Regions from separate parts of the Xenopus laevis genome. Here region 2 is linked to region 1. Evidence: chromatin contacts called from public Hi-C data. All regions are on one chromosome and are shown on one strand. Each heading gives the region's core, a stretch centred on a gene start, on an enhancer-like site or on the middle of the called end of the contact. The rest is flanking DNA. Distances are from core to core; before and after follow the strand shown. Region 1 holds the start of fmc1.L (protein FMC1 homolog). Region 2 has its middle 10 kb from the start of rbfox2.L.

Region 1 (3,738 bases), core at 1,149-3,648:
TCCAATAGGGGTTTTAGAAACATATTTATCAAATGGTGAACACTATCATTTACCCATAAATACACTTTTTAAAATCCCATAGGAATGAATGTAAGTGGCAGTTTTTCTGTCCAATCTCACATTTATATAAATCTGCACTATAGACTCCAGCATGCTAAGGAGAGTAATATGTTTGCACAAAAAAAAATATAGCGGGATAAACAAAGGTTTTTTTTTCTTTTCATCCTCAAAAGCAAAGGAACAACTTGAGATTAAGAGATGTATAGTTTATTTATAGTTCTTTTTACATTTATGTACAAAAATAGAAGTCAGATGAATAATGTGCAGTATATGAAGGTGAGACTGCAGCAATACCACGCTTCATCTCTCCCAGCCTTTGCCTCCGGGTTGCTTTGGCAGTTTCAAACCCACCAGACCGGCCACTTGTTCTGGGCTGCGCTCTCCCTTGCCGTGATACTCCTGGTGGAGCAGATCATGGTTTCTGACACTGCGTAGGAGGCAGAGGTAAGTCGAGGCTTGGAAATGCAACTCCTGTTGGGCCCGACAGAACTTCTCTTCTGTTACCTGAGAAATAACAGAGATGTCAAACAACAAGGTAGTAAAGGCACAGGACACACTGGGGTACATTGTCCAGATAGTCCCAAGATACACTGCACCTGTTTCATGAAGGCCATAAAAATAAAACATTCCATTTAGACATTCTTAGAATACAACTGAAAATAAGATATACAGTAAGTTAAAGTGGTTCCAACACAATTACTAAAAATTGGTTAAATTTGGCAAGCAATAAGCAGCCATTTAATAAAACACATAAGGGGTCAACCAGTATTACGTGATTTGACTCTTTTAGTGGAGACATTTTCCACTGGTGTCTATGGCAGGGTATTTTCTGGTAATTTGTAGCGGCAACACAACATGGCCTATAAATACACAAAGGGGCAGATTTACTAAGGTTTGAGTGAATTTTCGAAGTACAAAAAGATACTATGACTTCGAAATTACTTTGACTTCGATTCAAAGTAAAACTCGTTCGATTATTGGACCATTCGACCATCAAAGTACTGTCTCTTTAACCAACTTAAACCTGCCGAAGTGCTATGTTAGCCTATGAGGATCTTCAAGAGCAATTTTCTAAGTTTTTTATATTCGTAGGAAAATCGTACGATCGTACGATAAAATCATTCGAATCGTACAATTCGAAGTACGATCGTATGACTAATAAAATCCTCCGACTTCGAAAGTCGGAGGATTCTATTCGATGGTCGAATTTCGAAGTATTTTCCACTTCGAAATTCGACCCTTGATAAATCTGCCCCAGAGTGGCATTGCCCTTACTTTTTAAGCTATTAGCACCGTGATACTCAAAAATGACAGAACACAGGCAGTTCAAGCTGATATTCTGGGCTTCTCTGGTGTTTTATGACACAAAGACATGAAAACGCTGTCCTTCCACATATACATGTTATGATCTGAAACATGTGAATACGTACATACAAGCACAATTGAATCATGTTTATTGTCTTGATGCCAGGGCTGGACTGAGATTCAAAATAGGCCCTGGCATTTCAGGTACACAGAGGCCCAAACATCCACAGCCAGCCCAATATATAGTGACTGTCTATGGCAACTTACAGCAGCCCCTCTGGCATTAGCCAGAAGCCACAGATTGGCAGTCAGGACCTGCTTTATTCCTGCAGAGACCTGGGAGCAGCAGCACCAGACATTATCTCTATAGCTTATTAATGAGCTCTTGAACTCAAGCCCCACATAAGAGTAATGCTTTATAAACACCTCCCTGACAATATATGAGAGAGAGAGAGAGAGAGAGAGAGAGAGAGAGAGAGAGAGAGAGAGAGAGAGAGAACTATATAAAGGAAATAGACTGGAAATTAGGAGCAGCCTCACAGCCTCGTGTGATGAAGTGGAAGTTCACTAACCTCCAGCAGGACAAGTAGAATAGTGAGGGCGCCCATTTACATTATATAAATACATTATACCTAAATGTATTATATTATAAATGTATATATATTAGTTAGATAATTGTATTCTTGGCCAACGAGGCTACAAACAAAGCACATTTAAACTGATGCAGACACACGCCCAATAAAGTAGTGTTGTCTGTATCAGCGAACCCCCTGTGTTCAGCTAATCGCAGCTACAACAATATGGCGGCTCCAATGAGCAGCGCCATTACCGTCCCCGCGCTCGGACTCCTCACCTGATTCCTTCTGAATTGCTCTCTAATGTAGTTATAAGCCGCCGTGTCACGATAGCGGTTCGGGCCACTCATGTAGCGCAGTTCTCTTAAAAGACTGCGAAACGTACGCAAGGGAGAACCGAGGGCCGCCATCTTTGCGCGAGTGGAAAGGGGAGCTCGTTGACTGCCGAGAAGTCAAGGGCGAACAAATCGATTGCCGAAGGCGGGAAATTGTCAGCTAAACTGCAGTAGGTTTGACCTTCAGTGTGAAGTCAGGATGGAATGGCGGTAGTTAGAGAAGGAACCTCCACATTCTAAATCTGGCTTTCTGCTACATTATACATTAATATACATGTTATTTTATATGCCATTTTTTTGTTGTCAAACTTTTGGACCCTGGGAATTGGGACCTTTTGCGTGACAGTTTGTTAGGCACCCCAATGTCACCTTTTCTGGGAAAAAATACCGGCCTTCCTATATTTTTATGTTTTTTTCCCTATAAATAACATTGGCATCAAGCAACATATTTACCGACAGGCCAGTAAAACACCGGCCAAGTGGCAACCCTAACCCCCAGAGATAATATTTTACTGTAGACCGGAACAGAACACGGTTCTGCCAATATTTTCTTGTTTCAGGATCTTTGCTGCAGGCCTGGGTGCACGGGGCTTTTCACCAGTGAAGGAACTTAAAGGAAAACTATACCCTCCAACAGGCCTGGACTGGGAGTCAAAATAGGCCCTGCAATTCCAAGTACACAGAGGCCCAAACAGCCTCCTACCAGCCCACAATATGGTAACTTTCTATAGAACCATACAGCAGCCCCTCTGGCATTTGCCAGAACCCACAGATTGCCAGTCTGGCACATAAAACAGCTCGTATGTAAAACCCTGCTTCATGTAAATAAACCATTTTCATAAGATTTTTCATATGATTGGGTAATCATAAATAGAAAATTTCCATTTTAAAAAATAAGGGATCGTACGATTCACTGTGCCAGAATTCTGTCTTTTGCTTCAACACTTCTTCCTGTTACAGTTAGAGTTGTTACTATTTCTGGTCAGGTGATCTCTGAGGCAACACAGAGACAATCACAAAATGGTGGTTCAAGGCAAGAGATGTAAAAGGGCAATATTTACTTAAATATATATTCCAGTTTGGTAAGATTCTTTAATATGCCACTTAATATGATGTAGACTGTTGCTTAAGTGTTCATTTTGGGAGTATAGTTTTCCTTTAATAAACTTGTCTCAGTTTGCAGTGCCAAGCAAGTTACCAGGGACTACACAAGTGATTTCCCCCCCCCCCATACCATTTCTAGCACAGAAAAGGTAAGCGCTGGGGGTAGGGGGAGCCGCATTGTAGATGAGGCAGCTCTTGACCGCTGTCTGGGTGTTGTGTGTATGCATTCAAAGTTGAGCTTTACTCTTGCTCTACTACATATAACTGCACAAGGGATCACCACCGCTGCTACTACTACTACTAATATGCTTGGGGTATTACATCGCAAAGGACAGTGCTCTACATATCTGTGATGTACA
Region 2 (3,678 bases), core at 399-2,898, 190 kb before region 1:
CCATTTTTAGAGGGACAGTCCCTCTTTAGACAGCTCAACCTGCAGTCCCTCATTTGTACTGGAAAGTCCTGTTTTTCTCTGCACTGAACAGCCAGAAAAAGAAACATAGTTTCTAACTTAATTGGCTTTTGTCAGAGAGCCCAGAACAGCCACAGCTGCAGATAAGATACATTTGTATCAATTTCAAGATAAGCAAATAAGTAATTAACAGGTTCCTTGGGAGAAGTTAGACTCACAGCTTAAAGGGCAATTCACCTTCATTAGCAAAACTGTAATAAAAAACACAGAAATATGTTCAAACTTTCATAATCTGCCAAATTTTGTAAAATGAACACGGTAATTAGGGGGTGTGGCCACACAAATGGGTGTGGTCAAAAAATTCAACGCACACCAACTTTTTTGTCCCTCTTTTTATTTCCAAAATGTTGAGAGGTATGTTATAACTTTGCCATAAAGTATTTGTACAATGCTTTTCCATTACCTGTCTGATGCCCCATGTTCCTGTATGTGGGGGCTGCCATATTTGTGCAGCAGGAGTCCGTTAGCATTAGAAACTTTAACTGACAGGCTGAGATGGGACAGTCAGGTTAGCAAAACAGTCAGGTTTAGGAGCTTCAACTAACAATTACAAAAACAAACCACTCAGCAAAAAAACAATCAACATGACCTATAGGTAACTTTTAATATACTTTCATATTTTAAAAAGTAGTTTTTTAGTGTTAGTATCACTTTAAGAACAACATCCTGCAAGTTGGTAGGATGAAATGGGTTTAGGCATGTGGTGCTTGTACAATTTACTAGATAATCAGCTATGAATAGGTTAATAATCATGCCTGCACTGTGTCTCTTTTGTAGCTGCTTAGCTGTAAGGGATGTGTGACAGCCCAACGGCTCCTACGGGTAATAGAGACCCATATGCACAAAGCACTCTGCCTGGTGATCGTCTCCATTTATATTGCTGTTTCCAGAATGACCTTGGACCTGCTGTTTCTTTTCTTTGTACCTGTTTATTTCTCTTGACAGATTCCCTGCTCGGGAATTTAGCCTTGAGCACAAGGCACATTTTCTGGAGTGCAATTTTCTATTTGGGGTTTAATTGAAATGTTACTCTTTGTTCTGCCTATGTAACACCCCATAAGTCATAGTCTTCTTGGGCCTCTGACAGCAGACACAATGGTATCCCTTAACATAAACACAGCTTAAACGGGCATGCGGTGAAATGAGACTTGTTCGCAAAAGATGTAAAAATAACAGTTTTATTTGCAAGTCATTCTATTGTGAGATTGTTGTTTTGAGTATTGCCTCTACCTCTACTTGCAAATCATATTATTGCCTATATCCCTAATTCATAGTTAAGAATGCACCGAATACAGGATTCGGTTCAGGATTCAGCCTTGATTTGGCCTTTTTCAGCAGGATTCGGATTCAGCCGAATCCTTCTGCCCAGTTAAACCGAATCCTAATTTGCATATGCAAATTAGAGGCGGGAGGGGAATCATGTGACTTTTTGTCACAAAACAAGGAAGTAAAAAAATGTTTTCCCCTTCCCACCCCTGGGGGCACCCAGCACATATCTCTTCTTTCAGCCTACCCCTGGTCCGGACCCTTTCTCTTCTATCGGCACTCTCCAGTGTGCTTCTGTGCGCTCTCTTTCCCTCCATGCGCTCTAAGTGACGCACACACTCCCGTACATGAGCGCACACGCACCCCCGGCAAGGGGGTGAAGAGGTCGGCCAGGTTGCCTTGGGCACCCATCTGGCTTGGCCCGGGCCTACAAATGGGGGTCACTGCCCCCCAACAAATACTCTAAAAGTCTACCACTATATTGTTACTGCTACTTTTTATTACCCATATTCTGTTCATATTCCAGTCTCTCATTTAAATCAATGCATGGTTGCTGGGATTATTTGGATCCTAGCAACCAGATAGCTGAAATTGCAAACTGGAGAGCTGCTGAATCAAAAGCTAAATAACTCAAAAACCAAAATAATAAAACATGGAAACCAATTGCAAATTGTCTCAGAAAATCACACTCTACATGATAATAAAAGTTAATTTAAAGGTGAACAACCCCTTTAAAATGGGGTCAGAAATTCTGGACGACTTGGGAAATGATAACAAACACTTCTTTGCTTCCAACAGGAGAACCGGACAAATAGCTTTGTTTTTCAAAAGCTGGGCTTTATATGCTCAGATGGCATGTTGTTTTTGCCAGATTTCTTTCCTTGTAAAGAATGAAGACATTTGCTGTGTGCTTTGCACAAATTCTGTGAAATATCCTTTTCTTATTATGAGAAAAACCCACTTATTTCATATTGCCTAATATATATATGACATAAGGGGTAAATGCAGTGCTCTGTTACTGTCACACAGGGGGCACTATTTTATTATTTTACCTGCGCTCAAACCAGCTGGGTGAGGGACAATTCCCTGCAACTCCCAGAAGAGCAGTCTCGAATGCAACTCTAGTTTCAGAATTGGCTTTCTTTGTATGAAGAGTGTAGTTGCACTGTATAACTCTCAGGTTAAATCTTGCTATCTGCCAATAATGCCCACAGCAAATGCCATCCAGTACTAGGAATGATACTGGTCCTTTACATTATGCTCTTTGCACAAGGAACGTATTGCCTGAGGAGCCATATCTCCACTACTTTTCCAGTGCTTTGGGGCAATGTGCATTCCTTTCTCACTAATCCTACCTGATGTGTACTATGACAGAGTCTGTCTATCAGTAACTATTCCTTATTCACAGGATCCTGGTATCCTGACAATCCAGAAAGTGAGTCCTAGTACAGCCTCTGGCATACCTCCCAACATTTGGAAAATAGAAAAAGCGACAAAAAGATTTGCAGTGCGTATTTCCCACACCCATTTTATGGCCACACTCCCTAAATACCAAATCCATTTGGCAGATTATAGAAAGTTTGTGAACACATTTCTGGGGGGTTTATGGTCAGGTTTTATGTGTTATTACAGTTTTGCTAATTTAGGTGAATTGCCCTTTAAAGGAGATGTTAACCCTAAAAATGAATGTGACTAAAAATTTTATATTTTATATACTGAACTTATTGCACCAGCCTAAAGTTTCAGCTTCTCAATAGCAGCAATGATCCAGGACTTCAAACTTGTCACGGGGATCACCATCTTGGAAAGTGTCTGTGACACTCACATGCTCAATGGGCTCTGAGCAGCTGTTGAGAAGCTAAGCTTAGGGGTTCTCACAAATTATCCAGCAGAAAATGAGGTTGGACTGTATTATAAGCTGATGCTACAGGGCTGATTATTAAATTCTCGCGCTAGTTGCACTGGTTTCAGAGCTGCCATGTAGTAATTATCTGTATTAATTACTAATCAGCCTTATATTGTGACATTTATATTCTATGTTTACTGTATATTTTGAGTGGGTCCCTAAGCTCAGTAACTGACGGCAGCACAGAGCATGTGCAGTGAATCAGCAGAAAAGAATATGGGGAGCTACTGGGGAATCTTTTGTGGCACATATCTTCCATGTTAAAGGGTTGTGGATGCCTCAGGCTGGTACAGAAATCCAAAACATAATGTACAACATTTCTAGCCTACTTCTTTAGATAAGCTTTAGTTTTCCTTTAAGCTGCAAGTCACATTTCCCCCCAAGAGACCTGCTTATCTTAAATAGTTACAATTGTATCTTTGCTTATA

What was found. A called contact is a pair of places that touch in the nucleus more often than the background predicts.
Region 2: a contact with region 1 is called in a Hi-C map of the XTC cell line, with 2.7 times the contacts expected there. The contact joins the enhancer-like site here to the promoter of fmc1.L in region 1. A contact is called at or near these places in 2 of 4 Hi-C or Micro-C datasets (the XL177 cell line and the XTC cell line).

The regions. Positions count from the first base shown.
Region 1 is chr4L:112,279,308-112,283,045 of Xenopus_laevis_v10.1, reverse strand. fmc1.L (protein FMC1 homolog) reads right to left here and starts at 2,398. Exons shown (of 2, transcript XM_018258755.2): 1 at 2,219-2,398; 2 at 252-564. The coding sequence starts at 2,350. The coding sequence ends at 361.
Region 2 is chr4L:112,470,936-112,474,613 of Xenopus_laevis_v10.1, reverse strand. No RefSeq gene overlaps it. Among protein-coding and RNA genes, the nearest start is that of rbfox2.L, 10 kb to the right of the region's middle. Within about 2 kb of position 1,648, at least 1 of the 7 cell types and tissues checked has an H3K27ac peak or open chromatin away from gene starts, as enhancers often do.